2 separate regions of the Mus musculus genome follow, and region 2 is linked to region 1. The links are chromatin contacts, called in public HiChIP or PLAC-seq maps. All regions are on one chromosome and are shown on one strand. The core of a region is the stretch at or near the end of the contact, and the rest is flanking DNA. Distances in the headings are between cores, read along the strand shown. Region 1 holds the start of AA414768 (expressed sequence AA414768). Region 2 overlaps Usp9x (ubiquitin specific peptidase 9, X chromosome).

Evidence for each region. HiChIP or PLAC-seq counts read pairs in DNA pulled down with a chosen protein or histone mark.
Region 2: an H3K27ac HiChIP or PLAC-seq map of embryonic stem cells shows a contact between it and region 1, with 5 read pairs. The contact joins the enhancer-like site here to the promoter of AA414768 in region 1. A contact is called at or near these places in 1 of 484 Hi-C or Micro-C datasets (embryonic stem cells), 9 of 115 datasets of contacts at active chromatin or transcription factors (the 230-238 cell line, embryonic stem cells and large pre-B cells) and 1 of 9 other capture datasets (pancreatic islet).

The regions. Positions count from the first base shown.
Region 1 is chrX:12,933,237-12,941,113 of GRCm38.p6, reverse strand. It overlaps AA414768 (expressed sequence AA414768), which reads right to left and starts at 4,241. Exons shown (of 1, transcript NM_001272033.1): 1 at 2,573-4,241. The coding sequence starts at 4,149. The coding sequence ends at 2,986.
Region 2 is chrX:13,109,940-13,117,816 of GRCm38.p6, reverse strand. Usp9x (ubiquitin specific peptidase 9, X chromosome) reads right to left here. Exons shown (of 45, transcript NM_009481.2): 10 at 7,589-7,741; 11 at 6,621-6,725; 12 at 4,051-4,257; 13 at 3,173-3,309; 14 at 1,060-1,193. Among named protein-coding and RNA genes, the nearest start is that of Usp9x, 42 kb to the right of the region's middle. Within about 2 kb of position 3,001, at least 1 of the 459 cell types and tissues checked has an H3K27ac peak or open chromatin away from gene starts, as enhancers often do. A contact at or near this core is called in embryonic stem cells, where this site is marked.

The sequences.
Region 1 (7,877 bases), core at 2,992-5,491:
GAGGCAGAGGCAGAGGCAGAGGCAGAGGCAGAGGCAGAGGCAGAGGCAGAGGCAGAGGCAGAGGCAGAGGCAGAGGCAGACAGATCTTTGTGAATTTGAGGCCAAGCTTGTCTAGAGAGTTCCAGACCTGCTAAGACCCTGTGTCAAAAGTGGGGGGGGGGGGGGGCAGGTAAGGATCTTTAATCCCGTATTTGGAAGCCATAAGACATGTGGATTTCCATGTGTTTGAGGCCAACCTGGCCTTCCTAGCAAGTTCCTGAAAGTACATTATCTGAGTTTTTATTCTTATTATTTAAATGTATGGTACAGTATTAATAACTATCTTTAATGGGAGGCACAGAGAAGTGGATCTTTGAGTTCAAGGCCAACTTGATCTACAGAGCAAGAGTTCCAGGACAGCCAGGGTTACATAGAGAAACCCTGTCTCTAAAAAGTCTAATAATAATAACAGCAACAACAGCTGTCTTTAAACTATTTCATTTTTATTTGTAACTGTGTGTATGCATGTGTGTCTCAGTGTGGATTTGTGAATGCAGTGCTCAGAGGTCAGAGGCACAGGGTGGCCAGCAGTTGTGGGCTGCCTGTGGTGGATGCTAGGAGCAAGCTCAAGTCCTCTGCAAGAGCAGGACAATGCTCTTAACTGCTGAGCCAGCTCTCTAGCCCCAGTCGTTTTCATGATTGTTTGTACATTCGATTCAGTTTTATAAAGCTTACCATGTACTACTCAATACATCTTCGATGACAAAGGGAACTAAAGCTATCAATGTTCAGATATCAATTAGGGTGTGGCAGAATTCGGTAGTGTGTTCAAGATTTGGCTATCGGCTCGAGGAACTTGAATGGTTAGGGAATTGTAACGCTTTAGATGATTCTGCCTTGTCACAGTTTACCAGAACTGGCCAAAATGCTGTGTAAATGTAACCAAGTGAGGGAGAATGCCAGAAAAATGAAATGGGGTGCGGGGGGGGGGTGTGGGGGTCCTGGTGGGACTGAAACCTAGGGACTTGTGAATGCTACGCACTGGTTATACCACTGAGCTACGTTCCTAGTTCCCCCTATACACATGCCCCTTTTCACTTCTAATTCTTACTCTTTTTAAAAATTATTTTTTCTTTTGTCTTGTTTACAACTTTTAATTTTGAGATGGTATCTTAACCCGGGCTGAATGGTAACAATTGCTCAGGCAGGCCTTGAACTATCAAGCCTCCTGCCTCAAGATCCTGAGTAATTGGGATTACAAATCTGGGCCACTAGGCCTGGCCCACAAATCGTGATTGCCTGCCCTTGTAACCAAAATAGAATTTTAAAAATTTGAACATATACAATAATGCACAAGAGCCATGTCTCTTGGGTATGGTTAATGTAGTTGATATGTGAATGTTAAAGCAGTTGTAGGGGAGGGGAATGGTGCCCTGGGTAAAGTGCTTGCTGCATAAGTCCCAGGACCTGCGTGTACATCTCCAGTACCCACACGAGAAGCTGGATGTCCTGGCACTTGCCTGTAATCCCAGAGCTTTGAAGTTGTAACTGGGAAGCTCTATAATCCAAGAACTGGGACTCACTGGCTAGCCAAGCCTAGACCACTGGTGATCTCCAGGTTCCATGAATGATTCTGTCTCAAAAATAACAAAGTAGAGGGGCTGGAGAGATGGCTCAGCCATTAAATGCATACTAGTCTTGCAGAAGACCCAAATTTGGTTTGATGCCTTCCAGCCCCTGAAGACATCTGCACTCGAGTGCATATACCCCACTCCACACACATTCATATACACGATTAAATCCAACCATTACCAACTTAAGGGGACACAACTGGGTGAGGTAAGAAAATGGAAAGTACACTGATTCACACCCTATAAAGTCACACCCTATAAAGGAGTTGACACATACAAAGTTCCTATTAGTTCTTTGATGCACAGTCATTCATTGTTATGACAGTAGAAAAAAAAATAGAAGTCTCCAAATTAAGTACTCGTGGAACTTAAATATGTAACTTCTGCTGAGCAATTCATAAAGTTTATCAGTCTACAACAAATTGCAGCATCCGGTTAGTAAAATGGAAAGGAAGAATGGCAGTGTTTCACAACTAACCCAAAGCTATAGACTGTGGCTCTGCTTCATAAAAAATATCGAACCAACAAGAAACAAACTCATCAGTACCTGGGACATAGAGGCAGAAGGATCCAGAGCTCCTGGCCAACCTCGGGTAACTGAAACCCTGTCTCAAAGAAGGGGCAGAGGAAGCGGAGAAAGAGTTTGCTAAGCACGACCAGTGCAAATGAGTGCTAACAAGCCTTGATTGCTTTGCCCAAGTACAGTATAACTCAGTTTCAAGAGTCCAGCCTTAGGAAATAGTTCATAGCATAAATCTGGCCATAAAAATGTTATTAATTCATGAGCAAAGTTCTTATCATTATTTAGGCAATCAAATGGCTTTACACCCTAAAAGACTGTAGTTGAGAAGACATAACCATTCAACTGGGAACGCAACTCAATGGGATAGGTCGTGTAGCACGCAGGAGGCCCTGGGTTCCATCCGCAGCATCACACAAACAACACACAGAGACCAAAAAACTCTTTTAAGCCAGGATTGGACACTGGCAAAACTTTTATTGGCACTAAATGGAACAAATGTTTGTAAATACTCATTATCCCCCCTCCCCCAATAGCCCAATAAACAAAAATTATAAAGTCACAACTGACTGGCCTACTTAACACATTTCACGGAATCAAGGAAAACAGATGATGACAAAAAAATGGACACTATGATTATTTATCAGGGAAAACCACAGTAAAGGCTCACAGTTCAGCCCAAGACCCCCACAGTAAGCAAAATGAAAAGGTTGGGACTTCTACTGGTGGTCAGTTGACAGTTTATCCACTAAAACACCAATTAGCTAATATCTTCCGCACTACTGTTACAAAGATATGCAAAGCTTGTTTGTGTCTTTAAAGCTACCTTGTTCCAAATACACCACAGTCTACTATTTACCCATCTTCCTTTGGAGGAGTGAACCAGCCCTTTTTCTCATGCATCTGCACGACGGAGTCATAGGACTGTTGGGCTGTTTCTAGATTATATTGATTCTTATCTGCTCCAAAGCGCACCCTGGCCTTGCCTTTGACTAAGGTGGCATTGATCTGCATGATGACTGATTCAATGGAGTAGGCGCTGCTCCAGCCCTGTTTGGTGAGCAGTTCCATACACAACGCCCCTCCACCCAAAACATACCCTCCAGAGAGAATAGGCAACTCGACGCGAACAAATGGAGGATCAAACGGAAAGTTATCTTTGAAAGAGAAGTTAAGCAAAATATAGTCAATGCCTTCTTTTTCATTCAAGAGCTGAAGGTCACCGTACAAGGGACTATCGGGGTCAACCTTCCTCAGTTTAACGTGCCAGTCATATAAGCTGTCGTTTATCAGTTCCACGGAATAAGTCCCCGATTTGTAGCTCTGCGATCTGTATATATCTCTGAGTTCTTTCATAAGTCTGTTTGAAGCATGCACCGAGCCAGACACGGTACCATTCAAATGCTCTTGCCTTTGGCTCTTCTTGATATTCTCTAATATTGCCAAATGCTCTTTCTCAAGCCCTTCATCCTCTGACTTTTTCTCGCTACTAGCCTCTTCTTCTTCTTCTTCTTCTCCTCCTCCTCCTCCTCCTCCTCCTCCTCCTTCTTTCAGCTCATAATGGTCCAAGTCTTCCACCCCGTCAGCTGCATCTTCACCTTCATCTTCTGAAGGCACCTCTTCGATGGTCGCCTTCTGAGCCATGGGGACCGGCTGGTCCAGCATCTCCATATCCAGGTGCTCAGGCAGGTTATATAAGCTGCAGAGTTCACAGATCAGCCACTTGAGCTGCTGACGAAGCGAACTGTTGGGCTTCGAATCTTCCAGTCGTTCCAGGATCGATGTGAGATCTGGATCGTCAGAGTCCACGAACCATATCGGCGGCGAAGATGGGTAGGACTCGGTGATGGAGCAGTGCAGGGTGAGCGGCGGCGAGGGCGGGCTGCCCGCGGGCGCCGGCGGCACCAGGAACTGACACTGCAGCTCATCCAGCTGCCAGCTCACGATGCGCAGCCGCTCGTGGTCCTGGTCGAAGATGGACGCTAGGAACTCCAGCTCGGCCTTAAGCCCCGACGACATCCTTCCTTTTGGGTCCTCTGAGACGAGTGTGGAAGCAAAGAGGCCCCGCGAGACGCCTGCTGGGCTGCCACCGCCCCTGGGGCCGCCGGGCCGGGCTCCTGCGGCTCCGCCTCTGCCCGCCTCCGCGACCCGCAGAGCGTGGCCGCCTCAGTCATAAGTCTAAGCACTGTGTCGCACAATGATCTACAGGGCCTTTTCATCTTGCATAACGGAACCTTTTGTTCTTTTTTTTTTTTAATTTTGTTTTGAAACATAGTCTTGAATAATGGGGGCTGGTCTTGAACTCTGTGTAGCCAAAGATGGCCTTGAACGCCTGAACCTCCAGCCTCTACCTCCCTCCTCACCCAGTGCTGATTTCACAGCGCCACCACACCCAGTTTATGGCCTCCTGGGAAAGGAAGCCAAGGCCACAAGCATTCTAGGCGTGCAAGCTATGGCCCCAAGCTGATTTTAAAAGAAATGTGAACTTCTGATATTTCTACCCTCACCTCCTGGATGGTGGGAACTACAGGAATGCACCACCACAGCTAGTTTGTGTAGTGCTAAAGGCTAAAGATGGAACCCAGGGCTTGGAGCATGTAGGCAAGCATTCTACAACCTGAGCTACATTCCCGGTCGGTTGTTTTCTCGATTCATTTCAACAGTCATTTTAGTTGCTTCCATATCGTGGCTATCTTGAATACTGCTACAGTGAACATGGGTCACTGATTTCAGAGCTGAAAGATGGCTCAGCAAATAAGTATCACTCGATGCTCAAGCATGAGAAGTTCAAATCTTCAGCGCTTGTATAAAAAGCGTGGCCTAGCCTAAGGCATGCCTGTAATCCCAGTGCTGTATGAGAGGCAGACTGGGAGGTTATCTTGCACATACAAAACACAGACACTGAGTTGGGGAGATAGAGAGGAGAGAGTGTGTGAGTGAGTAAGTGAGTGGGGGGGGGGGGGAGACAGACAGACAGACAGACAGAGAGTGAGGAGAAAGAGAGGAGAGAGCTCCTGCTTTTGCTTCTAATAAGCACAAGCAGGCTTGGTGGACTCAGAAGGCTTTAGGTTGTGCATAGATTTGTTTGGTTTTCAAGACATTGTTTCTCTGTGTAGCCTTGGCTGTCCTGGAACTCACACTGTAGACCAGGCTGGCCTCGAACTCAGAAATCCTCCTGCCTCTGCCTCCCAAGTGCTGGGATTAAAGGTGTGCACCACCACTGCCTGGCCTGTACATAGATTTTTTTAAAGGAAACTTCACAGCTACTTCCAGCCCAGCAAGGGCCCAATTTCTCCACATCTTTGTTATCACTAGTCATTTTTTTCTTTTATTATTTACTTATTTATTTTTATCATGCCCCCGGTGAGGTGTGACAAGATACCTCTTGGTGGTTTTCATCTGCGGTTTGCTCATAGTTTAGTGAAGATGAGCGGTTTCACAAGAGTCTCAGCACTTCTCATGAGAAATGCCTGTCGACTCCTTTGTCCATTTTATTGTTTTGGTTTGGGTTTTTTTCTGGTTTTTCGAGACAGGGTTTCTCTGTATAGCTCTGGCTGTCCTGGAACTCACTCTGTAGACCAGGCTGGCCTCGAACTCAGAAATCCGACTGCCTCTGCCTCCCAAGGGCTGGGATTAAAGGCGTGTGCCACCACTGCTCCAGCTTCTTTGTCCATTTTAAAATCAGGTTTTTGTTTTGTTTTGCTATTGAGTTGTTAATATTTTGTAATATTAACTTAAGATTTTTCATCTTTCTACTAGCTGATTTTGTGTGTCAACTTGACGCAGGCTGGAATATCACTGAGAAGGGAGCTTCAGTTGGGAAAATGCCTCCATGAGATCCAGCTGTAAGGCATTTTCTCAATTAGTGATCAAGGGGGAAAGGCCCCTTGTGGGTGGGACCATCTCTGGGCTGGTAGTCTTGGTTCTATAAGAGAGCAGGCTGAGCAAGCCAGGGGAAGCAAGCCAGTAAGGAACACCCCTCCATGGCCTCTGCATCAGCTCCTGCTTCCTGACCTGCTTGAGTTCCAGTCCTGACTTCCTTTGGTGATGAACAGCAGTATGGAAAGTGTAAGCCAAATACACCCTTTCCTCCCCAACTTACTTCTTGGTCATGATGTTTGTGCAGGAATAGAAACCCTGACTAAGACAATCTTTATTTTTCATTTCTGTGTGTGGGTATTTTGCCTGCACGTATGTATGTGTGTGAATCAAGTGAGTGCAGTACGTGTGGGGGCCAGAAGAAACTGTCAAATCCCCTAGGACTGGGTTGTGAACTGCCATGTGGATGCTGGGAATTGAACTCAGGTCCTCTTAACTGCTGAGCCATCTCTCCAGGCCAAGATATTAACCTTTTTTGTTTGGTTGGTTTTTCTTTTCTTTTCTTTTCTTTTCTTTTCTTTTCTTTTCTTTTCTTTTCTTTTCTTTTCTTTTCTTTCCTTTCCTTTCCTTTCCTTTCCTTTCCTTTTCTTTTCTTTCTTTCTTTCTTTCTTTCTTTTCCGAGACAGGGTTTCTCTGTGTAGCCCTGGCTGTCCTGGAACTCACTCTGTAGACCAGGCTGGCCTCCAGCTCAGAAATCCACCTGCCTCTGCCTCCTGAGTGCTCGGATTAAAGGCATGTGCCACCACCACCCAACCAAGATATTAATGTCAAATTGTTATGTGTTTATTTTGGGTAAGGGTCATGTGGGGAGGTCAGAACTTGGCGGTATCCTTTCAAACTCAGACTGCCAGGCTGACAGCAAATGGTTCTGCCCACTGAGCTATCTTGCCAGTCTGGAATATTTTAAAAAGTTTTTTTTTTAAATCAGCTGTAAAGTTTGAAGATTTTCTCAAATTCTACTGGCTGCTTTTTCATACGGATGACTATTCTGACCAGGAGTTTCTTAGTCTGTTGTAATTTTCCGTGTCTGATTTTGGCTTTGTTGTTTGTGTGCAAGAAATCATTTTGTTACAATTGTGTTGTAAAGATTTTCCCCCAATCTTCTATGAGTATTTACTATTTTAGAACTCGTGTCCATGCCTTTAACCTACTTTAAGTTGGCATTTGTATATGATATAAGACAAATGTCAAATTTATTCTTTTTGCCTGTTGTCCTAGCTACAGTCTCTATGACTGTGATATAACACCATGACCAACCAGGACATCTGTGAATAGCCAGTTTCCCACACAGCATTTGATGGAGTAATGATCTTTTCCTAATCATGAAATTTTGGTACCGTTATCAAGGATCACTTGACCATATATGCCCATGCATATATCTATTTCTCGGTTCCTTCTGTTCCATTCTGCATGCATGTCTTTATGCCAATACCATACACTTCTGCTCACTGTAGCTTTGTAGTAGATTTTGAAATAGAGAAGCATCTACACGTGTTCTTCTTGTTCACTGTTGCTTTTAATGTTAGCGATCCTTTACAGTTACATAGTAATTTAATACTTCCCTTTCTATCTCTAGGGGGGAAAGTCACTTGGGTCTTTGTAGAGACTGTATTGAAGCTGGATTCTGCTTTGAGCAGTGTAGATAGAGTAGCAAGATTAAGTCTCCTAGCCCATGCCTTCTGGAGGCCTTCCCATGTGATGTATTTTGAATTCCTGTCAGCCATATTGTATAGCTTTCAGTGTAGAAATCTCTTCTCTTCTTTATTAACTTAATCCTTACAGAGGTTATTCTTTTTGATGCTGCTGTAAATGAATGAACTGAACTTTTTGTTTGTTTTCTGCTCTTTGATTTGTGTGTGCATGTGGTG
Region 2 (7,877 bases), core at 1,752-4,251, 180 kb before region 1:
AACAAATCCAAAGGAGGGGGGAGGGAGAGAGGGAGGGAGGCACCTGGGTGAGAAAGGGACAGGGAGAAGAGGGGACCATGATTAGGTATTGGGAGGGGGGAAAAGGACTGAAGCCCTGAGGGCCAGCAGAAAGAATCAAACAGGCAACACGGTGGGTGGCGGGGGCTTTAGAATGTACCAGAGATCTGGGAGGTGAGAGACTCTCAGGACTCAAAGGGAGGGACCTCGGATCAAATGCCCTATAGTGAGGAGAGGAAACTTATAGAGCCCACCTCCAGTAGAAAGGGCATCAAGTGAGGGATGGGGTTGCCATCCCAGTCAAAACCTCTGACCCAGAACTGTTCCTGTCTGAAAAAATTACAGGGATGGAAATGGAGAGGAGCCTGAGGAAAAGAAGGTCCAGTGACAGGCCCAAAGTGGGATCCAGCTTAAAGGAAGGCCTGACCATTACTGAGGCTATGGAGTGCTCACAAAAAGGAACCTATCATGATTGTTCTCTGAAAGACCCAACAAGCAGCTGAAAGAGTCAGATGCAGATATTTACACTCAACCAATGGACAGAAGCTGCTAATCCCTGTGGATGAATTAGGGAAAAGCTGGAATGGAAAAAGCTAAGGAGGTGGTTAACAAGCTGTAGGAGGACCAGCAGTCTCAATTAGCCTGGAGCCCTGAGATCTCTCAGACACTGGACCACCAACCAGGCAGCATATGCCAGCTGATATAAGCCCCCAACACATATACAGCAGAGGACTTCCTGGACTGGGTTCAGTCAGAGAAGATGCACTTAACCCTCAAGAGACTAGAGGCCCCAGGAAGTGGGGAGGCCTGCTGGGTAGGGGATAGGAAGGATGGGGACACCCTCAGGAAGACCAGGTTAGGGGATAGAGGAGGAGGTATGGAATGTGGAACAGTCATGAGGGTGGACTGGGAGGAGTATAGAGTCTAGACTGTAAAAAAAAAAGATTGAAATAAAAAATAAATAAAAATATAATTGTTACTCCTAATAGAAAATGGCAATCACTGTTATTTCTCACAGTTCAATTATCTTACAATACATACCTCTGCCATACATTCTCATGCTTTCCATGTAAGTTGCAAGGTTTTCTGCTACCAAAGTAACTAGGGCATGATTGTGCTGAAGTTGATTGATTAAGTCATGGCGATAAAATACATGGGGACTTCGCTGACTTTGACTGAAACGAGAAGAGCTTAACAATATAATTAGGCAATTAAACTCTTGCAATCAACTGTTTATCACCACTAAATTATTAGCTACTAATTAAAAACTCAAAAGCCAGCTTTACTCATTTACTTCCTTAATGACATTAAGCAACTTAAAAGAAATTAGTGTTAAAAATTAAAAATGGTATTACTTGAAAAGCAAGAATCAGTTGTATCTATTATAATATGGCAGTAGCAAAGCATTTTTATAAGAATACATGACTTTTTGAAAATTCCAAAAATCCAAACTTCTTTGTAGAACCAGCATTGCCAATTGCTGGCCAATGTTTTTTACTTTTTAATTATTAGTATTATTAGAAGCCAAACAGATGGCTTAGCAGGAAAAGGCACTTGCTGCCAGCTTGAAAACCTGAGCTTGATCCCCATTATTTTCATTTTTGAAGGTGAGAACATGTTGTTCTCTGACTGCCATACAAAAACGAGTTCCTACCCCCCAAAAGTAAAAAAAAAAAAAAAGTAATAATATTTTAAAAACTACTAGCTGTTTAAGTTATTCCCTGGGAACATTTGGTTTGCAGCCAAGTTGTTCTTGTCACACAACAAATTTCACAGTCAACTTTCATAGATAGTACAACTTTCATATTCTAGTATAGACAAGGTCATTAATTTCTAGGAGTTGCTGAATACTATGTCTACCTGAGAGTTAATAAATTTCAGAAAGGTTAAGTGGCATATGTACCCTGGGCCAAACATACTCAAAATACATTACTTTGACAAACATTACCTTTTCCTCCACCTGCATCTATTATACAAGGAAACCATGATTATTTAAAGAATACTCCCGAGATTATATGATTTCATTGTTCACACTTCATTTATGAATATTAGTTCCACTACACTCAAGCTTTCTTTCATGCCACATAATTTTTCCTTTCTATGTCAACCATTCTAACTCATGCCCAGAAAATAAGAGGACAAATTGTACTTATAAACAGATTTTGGAACCTTAAAATAGTACATTTTTTTTTAATCCATTAACTCGCTTTCTTTCTTCTTTTAAAAATATTTATTTTTATTACACGTGTGTCTGTGCACCATGTATATTCAGTACATACTGAGGCCAGAAGAGGGCATGGGATCTCCTAAAAATTGAATTACAAATAGTTGTGATCTGAAGTTTAGTCCTCTGGAAGACTACCTAGAATTCTTAAGCATTGTACCATTTTTTCAACACCTAAGTTTTTTGTTATTTATTTTTCATTTTTGGAGTTTCTTTGTTTTTGTTTTTTTCCATTTGAGATAGGGTTTCACTCTGTAGTCGTGGCTGGCCTAGACCTAATTGTGTAAACCAGGTTGATCTGGAAACCACAAAAATCTATCTACCTCTGATTCCAAAATGCTTAGATTAAGGGTGTGTACCACCATCGCTGGCCTAAAGTATACTTAAGAAATATTTAAAAAATTCAGGGGCTAGAGAGATGGCTCAGCAGTTAAGAGCACTGACTGCTCTTCTGAAAGTCCCGAGTTCAAATCCCAGCAACCACATGGTGGCTCACAACCATCTGTAATGAAATCTGATGTCCTCTTCTCTTACATATAATAAATAAAATAAATCTTAAAAAATTAAAAAATCCAGTGTTCTATCATTCCATCTACTATCATTTAAATCTCCATGCAATTTAATCTTCTAAACTAACTTTAAAAATTAAAAAAACAATCTTTTTTTTTTGGTGTGAAAACTACCATGTGACACAGCATCAAACAGCAAGATCACTTAGATTTTAGTACTGATCACTTAATCATGGCTTACTTTCCATATCAATGAAACAAAGGATGTAGGAATGACAAAAGATTCTTTTGTTCCAAAAGGAGCCCTTTTCTTCTTAGTTTCCTGGCACTTCATTAACTTTCTTTAAAATTTTCTTTTACAAATTGAAATTAACAAACCATAAATAAAAATATTTAAACTGTCTAGTTTTAAAAGTCTTACCTCAAATTTTGAGGTGCTTCACCAAACAAACTACAAATTTCTCTAATTTGTTTCAGTGCAGGAATGACCCATTTGTCATTTGTGCGAAGTTCTTCTATGAAGCGATCAATCCACTGGATCTTTTGGGTGTCCCGGTCCTTAAACAATTTCAGTGTTTTATTATATAGATCAATACTCGGGAAAATTCTAAGTCACAGTATTTAAAGATAAATGTATAAGGAAATTAAGCTAAATTCCAATAATCCATGGAATTATAAAGTCGGTTTTTCTTATAAGATTAACATGATAAATATAAAATATACTGTAACTCTAAGAGTTTAATTTTTTTAAAGTGCTCTAGGTATATCTTAACTTCATATTTACTACCAAACTCTAAAAAGTAAAATCCTAAAATTTATCACATACATTCAGTAAAGTTTGATTATAATTTACTAGGTTTGAGATTTGTTTTAACTTAAAAAGATTCTATCTCATAATAAAATCATGCATTAACATGCTAATGCAACACCCTGACATTAGAATCTACTACCTAGAAAATTCTAATTATTCTTTATCTTTTATGAGCAAAGAAAATATTTATTTCCAAAGTTTCTAACTCAGCCTTAATATTTTATGATCTATTTGATTCCTTTACCATACATTTGACAACATTATCACTAAATGGCCTATTGTTTGTACCTCCTCTTCCAGAGACTCAGATGGATCTTAAAACATTATTGTAGAGACCTAAGAAAGGCAGGCTTAAATAAACATCAATTCTTAAAATCATTAAAAAGATAATGCTAAAATAACCTAAAATTATCCTGTACTTTAGCCATACTACCTAGTACTGTAGGGGCACAAAAGTAATACAACCAAGCCAAACACCACCTCCTTACCTGGGAGCAACTATAATCTAGTATTTTGATGTGAGCACTGAGAGCCAAATCCATGATATCTACAGGCACATCATCACTGTGAGCTAGATTCCACAGAAGGTTCAATACTTTATGTGCCATCACACCATCTTTATCATCTTCTGCAAGACGACGAATCAGCTCAAGGAGCTTTTCACGTTGCTTTTTACTTGCATTTGTCCAACTGGCCTAGAAAGATATTTAAATGAAATGAAAACCCTTATTTCATTTTCTCCTCTTCATTTTTAAGGTAGTGTGGTAGATCTCTCGAGTTTGAGGGCGACCTGGTATACACAGTGAGTTCCAAGCAGCCAAGGATATACAGTGAGATGCTCCCCAACTATAAAAAAGTGCTTGCTATTTAGCAAGCTCTTGATAATCCAAAGGGGGAATCAATTAATCATTAAGGAACTAATTATTAAGGAAGTATCAAGAGATTATCCTGGGAGAAAGAAGACCCAAATGATGTAATGACTGTTTTATACTTTTTCCTTTTTCAAGTCTGTCACTGGTCATACTTCACCACTATTTCAGGAGTCACCTCAACATGAAGGATGAATGACTATTAACTTAAGGGCATTCACAATAACTGCTTACTACAGCTGTCTTTATGGGGAAAAGTTTATCTTTGCATGTGTGAAATGTGTATGATGTATTTAAAAATGCAGAAAACATTCATTAATTTGTTCCCTTCAAAGAAGTAAAAATTTCAACAAGATATCTGATTTATAACTTTTAATGTGTTAAAACTGATCAGAGGGCAGAGGCAGGCGGATTTCTGAGTTCGAGGCCAGCCTGGTCTACAAAGTGAGTTCCAGGACAGCCAGGACTACACAGAGAAACCCTGTCTCAAAAAAACAAAAAACAAACAAACAAAAAAAACCAAACCAAACTAACAACAACAAAAAAACTGATCAGAGAAACTTAATGAAAATATTGACTTTTAGGCTTTATACCTAGTGACTGACTCTATATGCCTGGGGTAGAGGTCATTTTTCCCCCTACTGTGAAATATAAAATGGAAGATGTAAAGTGATTTCATTTTAAGAGTACCCAGTGTAGGTATGTATGTAAGCAGTATGTAAGCACTACCTACATTAAAAACCAATTGTACTGGCTGGTTTTGTGTGTCAACTTGACACAGCTGGAGTTATCACTGAGAAAGGAGCTTCAGTTGAGGAAATGCCTCCATGAGATCCAGTTGCAAGGCATTTTCTCAATTAGTGATCAAGGGGGAAAGACCCCTTGTGGGAGGGACCAGCTCTGGGCTGGTAGTCTTGGTTCTATAAGAGAGCAGGCTGAGCAAGCCAGAGGAAGCAAGCCAGTAAGCAACATCCCTCCCATGGCCTCTGCATCAGCTCCTGCTTCCTTGGTGATGAACAGCAATGTGGAAGTGTAAGCTGAATAAACCCTTTCCTCCCCAACTTGCTTCTTGGTCATGTTTGTGCAGGAATAGAAACCCTGACTAAGACATGTGGCATATACTAAGACAAATTGGTCTTATGTGGTGAATAGAATCTCAAGAGCCATCTGGGACTATTTCTGAAGTTTATGTTAATTTAATCAAGATACAGAAATTACTACATAGTTTCAGCCCTTTTTCAGTATTCTGACAATGAAATTCATCCATGCTGCTTCCAGTTTGCTTATTCCCATTCCCATGAAGTATTCCATTATATGAACATCCATTATCTATCCTCTCTATAGAGAGATTTGTAGCTATTACAAACCACTTCAGTTCACTTGTTTTTGGACATGCAAGCTGGTGCATATATGCAAGAATCTTTTGGTGTTTGGGACTGATTGAGAGCCTTGTTATGCTAAGCAAGCATTCTACTGCTGAGCTATACTGATATTCCCAGAATATTGTATTTAATCAGGGACACAATATAACCTTCCAGAGTGTTATGGCAACTTATGTTCCCAGTCAGAATCACTATTTTCAGGAGTAATACTTAGTGACTAATGATGTAATGCCAATAGTTAAAAGGCCCTCCCTTCCTAAGCACTCTTATAATGTCATGTTCTTAATTCACAAATTCACTAACCAATTAACCATGCACTGAATGTCAGTAACTGATGAGACTGTTAACACTATATAAAAGAACATGACAGAATCAATGTGAGTATGACTGTATGGTCTGGCACTGCCTTGTAAATTAAGTTATGCTTTACCTGAGTATATATCCTCAGAATACCATTGTACTGATATTTCTTTTATTGCCACCTCTTATGTTTCTCACAATCTTCCTTTCCTACTTTTCTATACTTCAACCTACTTCCAAAAGAGACTGGGAAAAGATATTCAAAACAATAACCTGAATTTTGAACAAGAGTCTTTATTAGGGCTATTAGCACTATCATGAAAATGAAAATCAAGTTTGTAGAAAGAAAACACTGGCAAAGTCTTTCAAACTAGATAAAGTCCTTTCATATCAGAAATTGTCTTACGAGTTTTTTAAGTATTTGTGGGTTAATAACAACTTGTAGTTCTAATGAATCAATTCTATCTAAATATAAAATGGTAATAACAATGCTGCGTTAATAATTACCTTAAAGCAATCAAAAAGATGATCAAGTTGTTCAGGAGAAAAATCCCATGCCAATTTGGCCAGTAGATCATGTACATTCTTTACAATGGCTTCATGTTTCCCTGCCTATTAATAAATAAAAACAAAGGTCACATAGACACTAAACTGTGAACAATAGAAACATCATCTATACTGACTGCTAATGACCATCAGGAAATTATCACCATTTAATCACCACATAATTAAAAAGATTTAATCTCTATGTAAAATTCTTAACTATTGCTTCTTGCTAAAATCTGACAATTTCATTTCTGCATATGCATAGTTAACATGTACTTTAGGAAATATTAAATTTTAATTAGTTTATCGAATATACTAATACTTTCATTGTTATTACTTTTTTCCCCAAACTGGAACTAAATACTCAAAAACAAAGCTATTTTCTATATCTCTATAAAATAAACAAAAACAACAACAAGAAAAAAGCAAAAAACCAAAGCTTTGTAAATTAGAATTCAACAATGTTTATGTAGTTTGTGGCTTTTAAAACCTTTTCAGAAAGGTTGCTAATCCTTCTGAAAAGTTTTAAGTGTTTTGGAATTGAGTGAGTGAACTATACTGAGGAGTTGCTAAGTCTATTAAGAGGTCAATGATAGATGTATATTTATTTTCCCAACAAATATTACTTTATTTTGTGGTACTAAGGCAAATACAGTGTACCACTGAGCTGTTTGTATCCTTGATTTCTCGGTCAGAAGCTTGCGCTCGCTTTGAAGCCTAAGTTACCTTCCGATACATGATTCTCCTACTTGTACACTTTCATCTGCTGAGATTGCAGATATACACAACCACACCTAGTTTCCCTTATTTTTTGCCTCTTTAACTTTTGCCAAATATGAACTGTTAAGTATTCAAGCATTATTGACAATTTCAGGAAGTTTCTAGAAGAATTTCTTCCAGAAGCATTTAAGAGGTTTCAAGAGCCTTACCTGTGCTGCCCAGATATTATCAAGATCTTGCAAGGTCAGAGCTTTTTCTTTTATGACAAAGCGAAGAATCTTTTCTAGTTTCTCTACATACTGTGGTTGATGAAGGCTATCTCGTAAAACTATGGATAAAATATTGTTCTGCTGTATCCATTCCTAAAGGTAATTTAAAAACCAGGTTTCAAAACAAAATAAAACACGAAGACCTTTTTAAAGTACTAAAATATAATTTAAAGAATACATAGAAAGCCAAAAGCATATGTACAAGATAATATGCAAGAATGCATTGTAT